Regions from separate parts of the Sus scrofa genome. Here region 2 is linked to region 1. Evidence: chromatin contacts called from public Hi-C data. All regions are on one chromosome and are shown on one strand. The core of a region is the stretch at or near the end of the contact, and the rest is flanking DNA. Distances in the headings are between cores, read along the strand shown.

What was found. A called contact is a pair of places that touch in the nucleus more often than the background predicts.
Region 2: a contact with region 1 is called in a Hi-C map of embryonic fibroblasts, with 2.5 times the contacts expected there. The contact joins the promoter of ORMDL3 here to the promoter of PSMD3 in region 1. A contact is called at or near these places in 4 of 47 Hi-C or Micro-C datasets (embryonic fibroblasts, liver and skeletal muscle) and 1 of 2 datasets of contacts at active chromatin or transcription factors (alveolar macrophages).

The regions. Positions count from the first base shown.
Region 1 is chr12:22,357,286-22,364,961 of Sscrofa11.1, forward strand. PSMD3 (26S proteasome non-ATPase regulatory subunit 3) reads right to left here and starts at 3,265. Exons shown (of 12, transcript XM_003131496.5): 1 at 2,866-3,265. The coding sequence starts at 3,085. GSDMA (gasdermin-A) reads right to left here. Exons shown (of 11, transcript XM_013979681.2): 11 at 7,172-7,676. The coding sequence ends at 7,487.
Region 2 is chr12:22,408,273-22,415,948 of Sscrofa11.1, forward strand. ORMDL3 (ORM1-like protein 3) reads left to right here and starts at 2,858. Exons shown (of 4, transcript XM_003131498.6): 1 at 2,858-3,007; 2 at 6,257-6,456; 3 at 7,347-7,498. The coding sequence starts at 6,283. It overlaps LRRC3C (leucine-rich repeat-containing protein 3C), which reads right to left and starts at 1,110. Exons shown (of 2, transcript XM_013979562.2): 1 at 598-1,110. The coding sequence starts at 791.

The sequences.
Region 1 (7,676 bases), core at 2,015-4,514:
TGCAGCTTCAATCCGGCGTTGCTGTGGCTCTGGTGTAGGCCGGCGGCTATAGCTCTGATTCAGCCCCTAGCCTGGGAACCTCCATATGCCGTGGGAGTGGCCCAAAAGAAATAGCAAAAAGACAAAAAACAAAAACAAAAACTTTCCCTTTCAACTTATGGATCTATATGGAAGGAAGAATCATAAAGGCAGACCAAACACTTGGGCACAGATGGAGTTCCCTTACGGAGCAGTGGGTTAAGGATCTGGCATTATCTCTGCAGCGCTTTGGATCACTGCTGTGGTACGGATTCAATCCCTAGCCTGAGGAACTTCCACGTGCCTTGGGCCTGGCCAAAAAAAAGAAAAAGAGAGAGAGAAACTAGGGCACAGAGATGATGGGTGCAAAACTGTTTACAATAGAAGAAAATGGAAACAAATGTCTAAGAATACTGGAGTGCAATCAATTGGTAGCTTCTTAGTTACCTTTGTAAATTCAGCATATGGTGCCTGGGTCACATTAATGATATATACTAATGATAACAGCTAATATTTATGAAGGGTTTTACTAGGTTTTTGGGTTTTTTTGGCCACATCATGTGGTGGCTTGACGTGGGATCTTAGTTCCCAGACCAAGGACAGAACCTGGGGTGCAGTGATGAAAGTGCCGAATCCTAACTATTAGACTACCAGGGAACTCCCCTTTATTATGTTAGGCACCATTCTAAGCTTTTTTCTTTTTTTAATGGCTGTTCCTGGGCGAGGGGCTGAATCCGAGCTGCAGCTGTGATCTATTCTGCAGCTGGGCCAAAGCCAGCTCCTCTAACCCAATGAGTTGTGCTGGGGAACGAACCAGTGCCTCTGCAGCAACCCAAGTTGTCGCAATCAGGTTCTTAACCCACTGTGTCACAGTGGGAACTCCTAGTTCTAAGCATTTGAATCGTCACAATAACTCAATTAAGTAAACACTAGTACTTTCATTTGTAGAGATAAGAAAACTAATTTCAGAGCTCATATTCTTTGCCACTATGTCAGGTATTCAATAAATGTTTCTGGAATACACTGAGTGCTATGTTTACGGATGTGTTACATGAAAGCACACAAACCCATCTGTATTTAGTTATGCCCTGTTCCTAACTGGTTATATAGCCTTGATCTCCATTATGGGAGAACAGCTCAAAAATTCATGGGAAAAATGTTAACCATGGCTGTTTTTACCCCCTTCTACTTCAGAGCTTTCATATTAAATGAGGTGTTTAAAAGAAACATGAGAGTTCCCTGGTGGCTCAGTAGGTTAAGGACCTGGCATTGTCATTGCTGTGGTGTGGGTTCGATCACTGGCTTGGAAACTTTCGCATATAGTCGACTCTCATAAACCGCAAAAAAGGATCTTATTTAGATAATAAGTCTGCTGTCCAACTTTATTTTATTTTATTTTATTTTTTGGTCTTTTTTTGCTATTTCTTGGGTCGCTCCCGTGGCATATGGAGGTTGCCAGGCTAGGGGTCGAATCAGAGCTGTAGCCACCAGCCTATGCCAGAGCCACAGCAACGCGGGATCCGAGCCGCGTCTGCGACCTACACCACAGCTCACGGCAACGCCGGATCCTTAACCCACTGAGCAAGGGCAGGGACCGAACCCGCAACCTCATGGTTCCTAGTCGGATTCGTTAACCACTGCGCCACGACGGGAACTCCTGCTGTCCAACTTTAGAGTAGGAGCTCATGCAGTCAACACTATCACACTCTCAAAACACCACTCAGGTGCATCAATTTGCTTATTTCCATGTGTTTTTTGTTTTGTTTGGTTTTTCAGGGCCTCACCCATGGCATATGGAGGTTCCCAGGCTAGGGGTTGAATTGGAGCTGTAGGTGCCAGCCTATACAACAGCCACAGCATGCCAGATCCACTCTGTGTCTGCGACCTACACCCCAGCTCACGGCAACACTGGATCCTTAACCCACTGAGTGAGGCCAGGGGTCGAACCCGCAACCTCATGGTTCCTAGTCCGATTTGTTTCCTCTGAGCCACAACGGGAACTCCTACTTCAATGTTTTTGAGCGAGGTTCTTATGCAGTTAAGTACAGAGAAAATCAATAAATAGTCTGGTCCTATTTGATCCAGAACAGAAAAACAACATCAAGATCACAATGAGAAGCTCTCACTCTACCCACTCCGAATGTGGACAGGGAGCTCTGAGTAAGAAAAGCGAAATATGAACTTGGAGGAACGAGAGAATGATAGGAAACTGGCAACAGGTGCCGAGGAGAAAAGAAATGGGCTGGGGGTTGTTTAGGTGGAAGGCAAGTACGAGGAACTCAAACAAGGTGTGTAATATATTTAAACTTTAGAAACAGTAGGAGTTTGGGCTTAGAGGAGGAGAAACAGGGCAAAGGGGATCGCGCGGGCATCTCAATTACAGCAACTAGGAAGCAAGATGCTATGTAAAAAGAGCTCTTTTAGGGCAGTTTGCTAAAGGTAGTTAAGACAACAAACCATTCTTAAAACTCGGGGCCAGTATTCTGCGTCATCCTGACCTCCTTCGCACATGACTACACTGGTTTTTAGAGAGGTCAATCATACACTGGGGACGCCAGAATCAGTGTAAAAGGAGTAATAACGTCAGAGGAGAGAATTCAGAAAAGGGAGTCTACGGGCCCAATGACATCTAGTTCTGGACGCAACCCCAGGTTGCGGAGAGGTGTGTGCGAAGGGCCTGAGCCCGGAGAGAAGGCTCGGCTAGTGAGGCTGGGGTCGGAGTGTGAGGGAAGTAGGGGCGGGCACCTGGGGGTGATCTCAACGAACTAGGGGTGGTAGAGGCTGCGCTGGATCACCGCGGCGCTGTCACCCGTGGTCATGGCATGCCCACGGCCCGCGCTCTCGTACCCTCCAAGGTGACGGTGTCCAGCTCTCGCTGGGAGTGCTCAGCCGCCGCCGCTGCCGCCTTGCCATCGGTCTCCCCGGTTGATGCGCCACCGGCCGCTGCCTCTTCTTTCATCTCCACATCTTGAGGGGCTGGGGGCGGCGGTGGTTCCTGCTCCGCTCCGCCGGGCGGTGGCTTTGCCTTGTCCGTGCCACGGCGCCGCGCCGAGCCCTCCTGCTTCATGGCGCCCGGGGTCGCGGCCTAGTCCGGGGACCGAGGCCGGGGCCTCGGGTGAATCCTCGCACCGGAGACCAGGAACCGAGCCGGGCCTGCACACGAGCGCGGGCTCGCGTCGGGCCGCACGATGACGGAGCAGCTGCAAACCCCTTCCCGGCGCTGGGCCTTGTGGGAAATGCCAGGCCGAGTGGGCCAATTGCCGAGTCCACAAAGGGGAGAAAAATCAACAGCCGATGTGCGGATGGAGGCGGATCTTCGAGGAGGAGCGGGGAGGAGCCTGTAGGGGTTTGTCCGGCTTGTTTTGAACTGTTTCTGTGTGTTTTTTTCCTTTGTGTTCCTTTCCGGTGTATTTCTATGTATGTCCGCATGAGGTCCCCTCAGGCCCCCACTGGGTCACTGCGGACTCTAAGCACCCAACTTCGATGAAATGGGTAGGGTCTATCCAAGCGCAGAGCGTGATGACGCCACGAGTTGCCAGGCGAGTTTCATGCCTAAACTCGCTCAATTTGCAGTTCTCAACCGCCGCTTGATGCAACTGGCGCGAGAGAAGAAAAGAAGCTGCGAAGGGATGTTGAGCTAGGCTGTTGGGCTGAAAACTACACCGAATTGGAGACGAGGAAGAACCCCATGGGATTCAGACTTTCTTGTCCGATTTTAGCTAGTGCTGAAAATAAGGCATAAAATCTCTGCAGCCTGGGAGTGCGGATGCGGGGAGAGTGCATTTGCGTATAATCACTTATAATTTAGTAAAATTTAGGGGTCCACTCTATGTGAGGCTCAGGGCTAGCACATTTCAGGGGGCAGGGTGGTGGAAAAAACAAACAAACAAACAAACAAAAAAAAAACAGCTCCAGAAGTTCTCTTTGTGGCTCAGCAGTAACAAACCCGACTAATATACATGAAGATGCAGGTTCAATCCCTGGCCTCGCTCAGCGGCTTAGGAATCTGGCGTTGCCATAAACTGCGGTGTAGGTCGCAGACGTAGCTCGGGTCTGGCATGTTGCTGTGGCTGTGGTGTAGGCTGGCTGCTGCAGCTCGAATTCCAACCCTAGCCTGGGAACTTCCATATGCTGCAGGTGCAGCCCTAAAAAGCAAACAAAAACAAAAAACAAAAAAAAACCCCGCAAACCAACACTCCCCACCCCCCCGCGCGCCAGAAAAAAAACAACCCAGAAAAACAGCTCCAGAGCGTGGTCTGCTGGAAGCTCTGCTCTGGGCTGCCATGTATTGTGATGCTGGACACAAGAGGGTGGAAGATGATGATGGAGACTCTTCACTGTAGTGAAATGGGGAACAGAATAATAGTCTACCTAAGGTGGGCTTAAGAATCCCCCAGGGGAGGAGTTCTCGTCGTGGCGCAGTGGTTAACGAATCCGACTAGGAACCATGAGGTTGCGGGTTCCGTCCTTGCCCTTGCTCAGTGGGTTAACGATCCAGCATTGCCGTGAGCTGTGGTGTAGGTCGCAGACGCGGCTCGGATCCCGCGTTGCTGTGGCTCTGGCGTAGGCTAATGGCTACGGCTCCGATTCGACCCCTAGCCTGGGAACCTCCATATGCCGCGGGAGCGGCCCAAGAAATAGCAAAAAGACAAAAAAAAAAAAAAAAAAAAAAATATATATATATATATATATATATATATATATAAATATATATAAAAAAGAATCCCCCAGGGGAAAAATTTGGACCAGAAACACAGTCTACTTATTTTTCAAAGGAATCCTCTAGTGATTTTTCAAGAGGAAGATACAGGTTCCAATTTATTAAAAGACACAAAACAAAAACTCCTTTCCTATCTTGGAGGTTTTCTTTTTCTTTTTTTCAGTGTACAGCAAGTTTTACTTTGCCCTCAGAGAAAGTGGGTCACCCTGGATAGGGAGAGTGACCTGGGAGGTTTGTGAACTTATTAAAAAAATTTTTATGGCTGCATTGGCGGCTCATGGAAGTTCCCGGACCACGAATTGAATCCGAGACATGACCTATGCAGCTGTGGCCATGCAGGATCCTTTAACCCATTGCCAGGCTGCGGGATCAAACTTGCACCTCTGCAGCCACTGGAGCCACTTCAGTCAATTCTTAACCCACTGCACCAGGATGGGAACTCCTCTTGGAACTTTAGTCTCTTCCATAAATGGAAGTTTTAGACCAGGTCAGATCCTGTAAGACAACCTAGCCCTGGGTAAGGTCCTAGAGGGCAGAGAATATGTTTTAGCCATGTTCTTCTTTATACAGAGAGAGACTATTCTCTGTATCCTCCCCCTTTATACTATTGCAGCAAACAGCTCCTTGTACTAAACAACCATTTGCTAAATGGACAAGTGCATTCTCCGGTTTTAGGGAAAGAGGCCTTTACCAATTCCTCCCTAACTGTCCTCCTCGTCCCTGGGGCTGGGAGATGGATATCAGGACTTTTGAATCATCACTGGAATGAATCTAGTAGGCCTCTTCTTTGTAACATCATATCTGTGACTGAAGGTGGGCGAGAATGGTAAAGGAAGAAGACAGACAGGCTTTGTGTTTCATCTTTATGAAGTTACCCTTCTGGATGGTGAGGGTGTTAGCTCACCTCTTTATTAAGTTTACATCACAAGGGAAAAAACACTCAAGTCAGCAGATAACTACCCACTATGTCCTTGGGCAATAGGGTGAGGCCTTGGAAGATGCCCCAGGATGGGGGAGGATGGCTTAACCCAAAGCCTTTGGCGCTTGGTCATGAATTCTTGGTGAGTGAGGGAACCAGCCTGGGCAGGGGTGGTGAAGAAAGGGGAGCGTCTGACTCTTGAGGCCAAAAACCTTGGAAGAATTATTCCACCCAAAGGATTATTTTAAAAGAGATTGGTGAAAGATGCTAAAAACCAGCTTTAGGCAGAGGAGGCTTGCATGAACCCAGCAGTTTTACGAGACTGAATATCTGTATTAACCTGTCCATATGTCAAGCCTTCAGACATCCCTTCCTCCTACAATCTCCCTGAATTGAAGGCAGAAGAAGAAAAGTTGAAATGAGAATATAATATATTTTATTTTATTTTTATTTTATTTATTTTTTATTTTTTTTCAGAGCCACACCCAAGGCATATGGAAGTTCCCTGGCTAGGGGCTGAATTGGAGCTGCAGCTGTCGGCCTACACCACAGTCACAGCAATGCGGGATCCGAGCCACATCTGTGACCTGCACCACAGCTTGAGGCAACGTTGGATCCTTAACCCACTGAATGAGGTCAGGGATTGAATCAGCATCCTCATGGATACTAGTCAGGTTCTTAACTGTTGAGGCAGAACAGGAACTCCAGTATATTTTCTTTTTTTTTTTTCCATTTCTTGGGCTGCTCCCGGGGCATATGGAGGTTTCCAGGCTAGGGGTCTCATCGGAGCTATAGCCGCTGGCCTAAGCCAGAGCCACAGAAACTTGAGATCCGAGCCGCGTCTGCAACCTACACTACAGCTCACGGCAATGCTGGATTGTTAACCCACTGAGCAAGGCCAGGGATCGAACCAGCAACCTCATGGTTCCTAGTCGGGTTCGTTAACCACTGAGCCCTGACGGGAACGCCTATGTTTTATTTTTTAAAGTTTTGGGTCAGTCTTATTCTTGGGTGCTATTCTTTTGGCTTATCTGCATTTTCCATTCAATAAACTTGGAAGTTTTCTTGCTCTTGTTTGGGGCTTGTCCCATGCATCTCTAGGTCTTTGCCTTTTCCAGTCCCTCAAGTCCAGAGAACCCCAAAGCTTCCTCTTTGAAGACAAGCTGCTTTGATCATCTTCTGACTTTATAATCTGGATTCCACATTCTACACCCTCGTAGTTCTTTTCCAAGAGCGTTTGCTTGAGGATAGCCTAAGCGTATTCATGTACGTGTAATCTATGTGTAGTATGATAATGTCTGGTTTTTTTTAGCACAAATTGATAATTTCCTTCTGATGGATTCTTTACAGAAACACACCAAGGAGTTCCCTGGTGGCTCAGTGGGTTAAGGACCTGGTGCTGTGACTGCTGTGGCACAAGTTTGATCCCTGGCCTGGGGACTTCTGCATGATGTGGGCATGGCCAAAAAGAAAAAAGAAAAAAAAAAAAAAAGAAACACACCAAAAGTCACACCCAAAGTGAAATAATATGTTTCATCAATTCCAGTAGAGCTTCATTTTTGGAATCAGAAGTGAGAGGGCTTGGGATAGGAAATTATTTTTGGCTTTGCTGAAATGATTCATAGTTTCAAAAGTTTCCACTTTTAGAGGATTTAGGCCAGCGGGTGGGTTGTGGAGCCATAGGGGCAGGGGAATACACAGAGTTGGACAAGTGGAAATTGGTTCTCTTGGGTGATCAGCTAGGGTTTCCACCATCCTCAGCCTGGTGGCTCTGAAATGCCCTTGGGTGTTAGGACATGGCACAGTGAGGTAGGGAAGGGAACTGCAAATTAGGAGGCCTTGCTTAGTAGCTGCATGAGGGAGAGGCCAGCATAGAGGGCACAGAGATGGGGGAGAGTGTCTGGGTCCCACGTATACTGGGGGCCTGATCGCTGCACTTCCAGGCCACTCAGCCCCACGAGGGCCTCTGTGAGGGTCAGTTCCTCTTCCCCAAGGGAGGAAAGCAGCTCAGGTTGCAGG
Region 2 (7,676 bases), core at 1,608-4,107, 51 kb after region 1:
CCTGAACGATTTTTCAGCCTCTTGGCACACAGTTACAGTTGTTTGTCCAAGGGGTTATGCAGTCCCCACACCACATAAGAGCACTGTCAGTGAGTACCTACTCATTCTGAACAATTCTTAGGCCAATTCAAGGCTGAAGGATGTTTGGAGTTCCCATCGTGGCTCAGTGGTTAATAAACCCGACTAGCATCCATGAGGATGGGGGTTCAATCCCTGGCCTTGCTCAGTGGGTTAAGGATCCAGTGCTGCTGTGAGCTGTGGTGTAGGTTGCAGATGCAGCTCAGACCCGGAGTTGCTGTGGCTGTGGGGTAGGCTGGCGGCTATAGCTCCAATTCAACCCCTAGCTTGGGAACCTCTATATGCCACAGGTGCTGCCCTAAAAACAAAACAAAACAAACAAACAAACAAAAGCTTCAAAAAGAGGCCCGAGTTGGAGCGAGGAGGACATGCTTGGGTGAAAGGAATGGGCTGGGGAAGTGCTGGGTGTAGGGAGCAAGAGGCTGCACCAGCCGGGGTCCCCCCACCTCAGATGCCCTTGGGGCCTCAAATGGGCTTCTCCTTCCCTCCTTCCCCACTGCTGCCCACATCCAGCCTCACGTGTTCTCAAGGGCAGCCAGGAGTTGCCTGGGTATCCGGGTCCCCAAGACCTCGACGCTGTGCTTCCTGGACCTGTAGGTGGCCACTTCAAACATCATGTTTTCAGGTAATTTCACTGTCAAACCTCCCTTTGAATCCACGTTGTCTGTAACTCGGAACGGAGCCTTATGGTCTAGAAAGAGAAGGGTAAACATCACACTGAGGCTGACCCAAGACCTCTCGGAAACCCTGCCTGGGGCGCCCTGTCCTGGGCTCCCCTCCGTGATCGCCGCCCCTTCTGAGGACGTCTTCCAGCTGTGGCTCCCCAGACAATACCCTTCTCACCAGGAGTCATTGTGGTCGGAACCCACTCTGCCACCTTCTTACCAAATGACCTTGAATAAGTCCCTAAACCTCTAAATCTGTTTCCTCCCCATAGGAGAATAGGAGCAGTACCTACTTCCTGTGCTTGTGGAAATTAACTAACAAGGCAGTGAAGCACTTAACAAGCGCCTGGGGAGTTCCCACTGTGGCTCAGCAGTAACAAATCCAACTGGCACCCATGAGGACTAGGATTCGATCCCTGGCCTCGATCAGTGGGTTAAGGATCCAGCGTTGCCATGAGCTATGGTGTAGATCACAGACGCAGCTCGGATCCTCTGTTGCTGTGGCTGTGGCATAGGCCGGTGGCTACAGCTCTGATTCGACCCCTAGCCTGGGAACCTCTATGTGCCTTGGGTGTGGCCCTAAAAAGACCAAAAAAAAAAAAAAAAAAAAAAAGGCTGAAGGATGTTTGGTGAAGATGTAGTAATTATGAGGGCAGAGAGCTAGAGAAGAAAGATGATGACAGAGACTCAGGCTAAATTAAGCAGAAAGTGATCCACTATTTACCATGAATGTAGTGTGTGAGTCATTTACTCTGTTCATTCCCATTGTGAAAAAACAAACAAACAAACAAACAAACAAAAAAAACTGACCTGATAACAAAAGCTGTTAATAGCGCACAGCACATCCAGCAATCTTTCTGTTAGACTATGTGTTTGTCGGCCCTTGTTTGTGAGGTGGATCCAGTCTGGGTTACTGAACTTCACAGAGAGTAAGGAAACTGGCAAAGAGCAGAGCCCTGATCAACTTCAGAGAGGCTGGAAGAATCCCAGAGAAAAGGTGAAGGAGTTAAGCAGGCTCACTTCGGGGAGGGGGGAAAGACTTTTTTTTTTTTTTTTTTTGGTCTTTTCTAGGGCCACTCCCTGGGCATATGGAGGTTCCCAGGCTCAGGGTATAATAGGAGCCGTAGCCGCCCGGCCTACATCAGAACCACAGCAACGTGGGATCCAAGCCGTGTCTGCGGCCTACACCACAGCTCACCACAATGCCGGATCCTTAACCCACTGAGCGAGGCCAGGGATCGAACCCATGTCCTCGTGGATACTAGTTGGGTTTGTTGCCGCTGAGCCACAACAGGAACTCTGTTGAGATACATTCTTTTGAATTTGCACAACCTCAGAGGTAGGTTTACACAGGTGTGGAATCAGAGATTAAGAGATGTTATTGGCCTAGGGTTATGCAGGTGGTGAGGAGTGCCTGATAAGTCTACCTGGTAAATCTGTGCCAGGAGAAACCTGTGCTTTAGCCTTTAGAGCCTGCAGATGTGAAAACTACAGACTAGAGACCCTCCCACCCCAAACCACACAGCTGACTTGGGACTGGGACTCAGGGTTGTAGTTATTCAGCAGGGAGTCTTCCCAAGTCACATGTCCTCTTCCCACATCTAATGTGGTGAAGCCCAGGATGTGGCCGGTCCCAGGCCAGCCCGGGTCAGAGGCAACTGAGCAGGAGACAGTCTGCCCACAGACTGCGTTCTCTACCCGCCAGACTCTTATCCTAAAAAACATCGTGAAAAAACCCGCTTCCAGGAGGGCCCAGCAAGGCAAACAGCTAGGCTAGTCGTTTGACGGAGGGCCAGGGCAGAGGCAGAGAGGTGGAATTGAAAATATCTGACTTGGGGTCAGAATTTCTGGGTTCGGGTCCAGCTTGGGGGCGAGCAGGGACCTATGGCAAGTTACTTAAAACTCCAAGTTTCTTCATCTGCAAAACCCGGCAAGAGTGATTTCCACAGGAGCGCGGATGCCAAGGCAGGAATTGTTATGCGCCAAGGCGATACCATCTGAACTTTGTGACGCGCACGTACTATTAAAAACCTCCGTGCGGCCCCAGCGGCCTGGGCTGGAGCAGGGGAGAAAAACTACAACTCCCAGGAGGCGTCGGGCGGGCAGGCGCTGAGCGGTGACGTAATGGGGGCCGGCGCCGGGCGCTGATTCGGCCCGAGCTGCCAGCGGGGTGGCTGCCGCCGCGGGTTATTACAGCTGCTGGAGCAGCAGCGGCCCCCGCCCCCGGGCACCCCTCCCGGGCCCTCGACGTCCGGCCCCGCACGGTGAGTCCGGAGGAGCGGCCTCCAAGTGGCTTAACCGGGAGCCTCCGGGGGCTAGCAGGCGGGACGGGAAAGAAGGTGGGGGCTGTTAAGGAGGCGTCTGGGACTGGAGGGGTCCCGGACTGGCTGAGCGGAGGTTGAGGGGGTGCATCAGCCGAGAAGGGTGCATCACTCGAAGGGATGGGGAAAAGGGCAAGTGGGGACTGGAGGCCGGGGATGGAGCGTCGAGGAGGAGCGCTCGGGCTGGGGGTGGGGGGCGGGGAGCAGCTGGGCTTTGGGGATAAAGGTTTGGCAGCTTCCAGGGCTGGGTGAACGCGGGGGGTGGGGCTCCAGGCCGGGCCAGGCTCCGAGTGAGAGGTCCCAGGCTGGGGAACGGAGCGGAGGCCCCCCATTTCGGCTTGCAGTCTCACTCAGAAAAACCCCAACAATAGTAAGGACTCCGCCTCCTCGCTTCGCCCTCTCCCCTTGCTAGTTAGGGGTTCGCTGCTGTACTCGACATCTTTCCGTTCCCACTGCCCCCCAGAGTCCCGGAGGCAGGGCCAGAGCTGAGAGGTAAGCGAGCGACGGTAGCCCTCCGGGTTAGGGGGTGGGCAGAATGAGAATGGCATTCTGGCGTGCTGCCAGGGACTCCCCGCTGGGGTCCAGGTTGCAGGCTTGGATGCTTTGTGCTCCTCACCCAGAGAAAGATTTGCTGCCCTGACTTGGGGGAGAGACTCGAAAGTGCTCACCTGGCTGCTGGCACTGTGGCCTTGGCTTAGGTGTCTGACAGGCTGGGCAGGGATATTTGTGTTCAGAGCAAGAGGGGAAGAGAGGGAAGGAGTAGGAAAGAACTACCAGCGAGAAAGTGGTTAACAGAACAGAGTTGCTGCAGGCTCTGGTTTGAGGCAGGTTATGAAACCACATCAGGGACTGACGCGAACAGCCACCTGCCAGCTATGGCAGTAGAACTTTTCAGCCTCAGCTGCTGTATGTACACTTTTCTGTCTTTGCCAGCTTCTCCCCACTTCTCCCGTCTGGGCTGGGGGAAGTTGGTTATTTCACTAATGGAAGTGATATGTAGCCTTAGTCACACAGAAGCCTCAAGAGTGCTTCTTGCTGCCTGTCATTTTCTTAGTTTATTGACCTCATCTGTCTGTTGGGGGTGGGGGGGGGCGTCTCCTGGGGTATTCTGCTTTCAGGGCATCTAGTGTTTCAGGCTGCAGAAAGAAGCTTCCCTGGGAATCGGTTAAGTCATAGGTCTGAGTCCTTCCTAGAGTCATCAGGCTTTGTTGGATGCCCTGTTACAGCCAGGAAGGAGTATGGGATGATCTGGGACTCAGCAAGGCTCTTGGCGCTCCTGGGCAAAATACCAGGGAGGGCTAGAGGTCTTGCTCGCTACTTTAACAGCCTTGTAGGTCAAGGTTAGGGAGAAGTGGGGGAGGGCAGCGGTTTCTGGTCAGACTCAGGGAACTCTTTCTCTCTCCTTAGTCAGTAGTTAAGTCCTCAGAGCCCTTACTTCTTAGCGAGTTTCCCCCTCTTCCCCCCCCCAACATTCCACCTGGTGGAAGCATTTGCATGGTAGGTGTCCCAAGAGCTGTGTTAGGGTAACTGAAGCCCTAAGCCCTGGGGAGGTAAACAACCGAGCCAGTCCTGGTTTTCTAGTTCCTTGGGTTTCTGTGAGGCCCAATTATCCAGCTTAATGGGTTGAGCTGATGGGCCGCAGGAGCATCACTGCTGCTAGGGTGTGTCCTAGCTGTCGTTTGTCTGTTTGTATGCTGGCAAGGTGTGTTGTGGGTCATGTTTCCCCTGGGGTCTCTAAGTTTGGAGCCGCCTAAGAAGAGAACATCGTTCCCATTATCCCGGAAGTAGGGAACCGATCCTTGAGAATTCCAGCTCCCATGCAGGCTCTTTGATCCCAGCCAGAGATTGAGGGCAGCTGAGCCTGCGGGTGGGTCTGTTGGTTGCAGCAGGGTGAGGGGGGTGGCCTTCTGGGTGCTTCCAGGATCCCCCCATCTGTATCCCCAGGAAAGATGAGGCTGTTACCATGGCAGTGACCTTAGGGTCTTTATCAGGTAGGATCTTCCCTCAGCTAGGGAGGTGAGCCAGTACAAACGTGCCACCTGTTCAAACCTCCTGCTGGTCACAGGGATCCGGGGACAGCTGAGCTCTGGACAAGGGGCTGCTCGTTCCCCTTCTTACCTGCATCCAGGAATGCAGCTGGGCTGCATTGTTTCCTGGGCATCAGGGGCAGCCCTCCTGATTCCTCCTGCTGCAGGGCTTCTGCCCTTGGAGCTGGGCAGGGGAAGGCATGGTGCTAACTCACACCTGGAAACAGGTGCTGGGCAAGGAGGCCAAGGCGAGGACGGGTGGGCAGTGAGGAAAGGGGGTAGGAGCGAGGCCACAGGTGTGGTTTTGTGTCCCTGGGAGAGCTGTGTTGACGTGGGCCCCAGCCACCCGTGGGAGCTGGAGCCATTGGCCGCGTTCTCCCTCCTTGCGTCTCCTCTGGTGGAGAAAAGCGCCCTGCTGGTGTGGCAGCCAAGTGGGTGTCATCACGAGGGTTAGCTGAGTGGCTGCCAAATGGGTAAAACATCTGGACGGGTTGTTTTCATATGACCAAGAAGACGGCTTCCAGGTCTAGGCAAAGGTTGTCTCTAGTCTGTTTTCTCTTTTTCTCTTTCTTTCTACCCACCAGTCCTGCTGGGTCATGACGGGGGGAGACCCAGGATAGGAGCGTTAGGGAAGATGGGCAGAAGTCGTGATCCCCAAATATTTCATCTATCACTCCCTGCTCTCCCCTCCTTTGATTCCTGCTCATGGGGAGGCTGGGGGCCTCAGAGGTGGCAGTGTCCCACATTGGACCCTCCGCGGCGAGATGGGTCCAGCAGGGGACATGCTGAGTGATTCTCAGGGGACAGGCCTCCTCTCTGGTCCCTTGGGCTTTGTGGGAAGAGGGCCCGCTGGAGGATGAGGTTGTGGGATGGGCAGTGGCTTCCCCGCGCTGGGGCTGGATGCTTTCGGATGATCTGGCCACCCAGGCAGTCCCAGTCCCTGGAAAGGCACCGTCCTGATTGGATGATGTGTGGAGCAGCCTGTGTTTATCTCAACCCGGCAGTGGGACCTGAATAGAGTTACGTCTACTTGCTTGAGAATCAAAACAGTAGACGTGCTCAGAGTTTGTGGGGAGGGTAGAGCCTCTCTCCCCGCAGGATCCGAGGGCATGAGGGGGCAGGGAAAGTGGTATGACCTGTCTCACTTGTGCCGCTTGTGCCGCAGAAGAGCAGCAGGAGAGGGGCGGCAGGATGAATGTGGGAACGGCGCACAGCGAGGTGAACCCCAACACGCGGGTGATGAACAGCCGCGGCATCTGGCTGTCCTATGTGCTGGCCATCGGGCTCCTGCACGTCGTGCTGCTCAGCATCCCCTTTGTGAGCGTCCCCGTTGTCTGGACCCTCACCAACCTCATCCACAACATGGTGAGGGCCTGCCTTCGGGTGCCAAGGAGGGGGAGGAGCCCCCCAGACGGGGGCCACATGTCAGGGTGACAACATACCCATCACTAGACCCCAGACCCAGCTTTCTTGTCTCTGCCCCACTCCCCCTTATTGGAACTCAGATGTTGGGAGTTCCTGTGGTGGCTCAGCAGTAATGAACCCAACTAGTATCCATGAGGATGCAGGTTCGATCCCTGGCCCCACTCAGGGGGTTAAGGATCCAGCATTGCCGTGAGCTGTGGTGTAGGCCGGCAGCCGTAGCTCTGATTTGACCCCTGGCCTGGGAACCTCCATTTGCCACAGGTGTGGCCCTAAAAAAAAAAAAGATCTGCAGATGTGTCCACACCTCGAGGATGGGGTGGCTTGTGGGTCTGGAAGATGGGCCATTGAGAGCTGAACTAAGAGCCCCAAAGAGTCTGCAGGCCCCAGGTGCCTAGCCCGGGGCACAAGTACCCCTTTCCCAAGCTCGGATCTCACAGCGTCTTTCCCTCTTGCCCCTCTTTGCTCCCTCACTGCCTGCTCGCTTCCTGGTGCTCTTGGTGGGCAAGCAGGGCACCAGTTCCTTCCTGTCAGCCTGCCCCCTCCCAGCTGGCCCAGGGAGGCTGGCCCTGGGCTGGAGGGGTGGCACCGCCATGCTGGTTGTGTGCCTGCCTCCTCCCCGTGAGTTCTCCTCATGCCAGGCCTGCCCTCTACCTGGTGGGTCCCCTTATTCTCCACCCAGGCTCCTGGCTGCTCCAGCCTGACCTGCGGCCTGACCTGCCCAGCAAAGGGGGCTCTAGATCCCCTGGAGCCTACGTGTGTGGCTCGGGGGGCGGAGCGGAGCTGGAGGGCCTTTGGCCTCTTGTGTCCTCTGACAATACCCTTCGCTCCAGGGCATGTACATCTTCCTGCACACGGTGAAGGGGACACCCTTTGAGACCCCGGACCAGGGCAAGGCAAGGCTGCTGACCCACTGGGAGCAGATGGACTATGGGGTCCAGTTCACGGCGTCTCGGAAATTCCTGACCATCACCCCCATCGTGCTGTGAGTGGCTTGGGTAGAGGAGGATGCCAGCAGGAAGGCCATGGCCTGGGGGACCCTGGGGCCCGCTAGGCTTAAGCCCTCGCCAGGAGCAGGAGGGCAGGGGGCAGGGGGGGAGCATCCCTGGGTCCTTTGCTGGGTACAGGCCTGTGCTTCCCTGGTCCTGGTTGGGGCTTCCTTT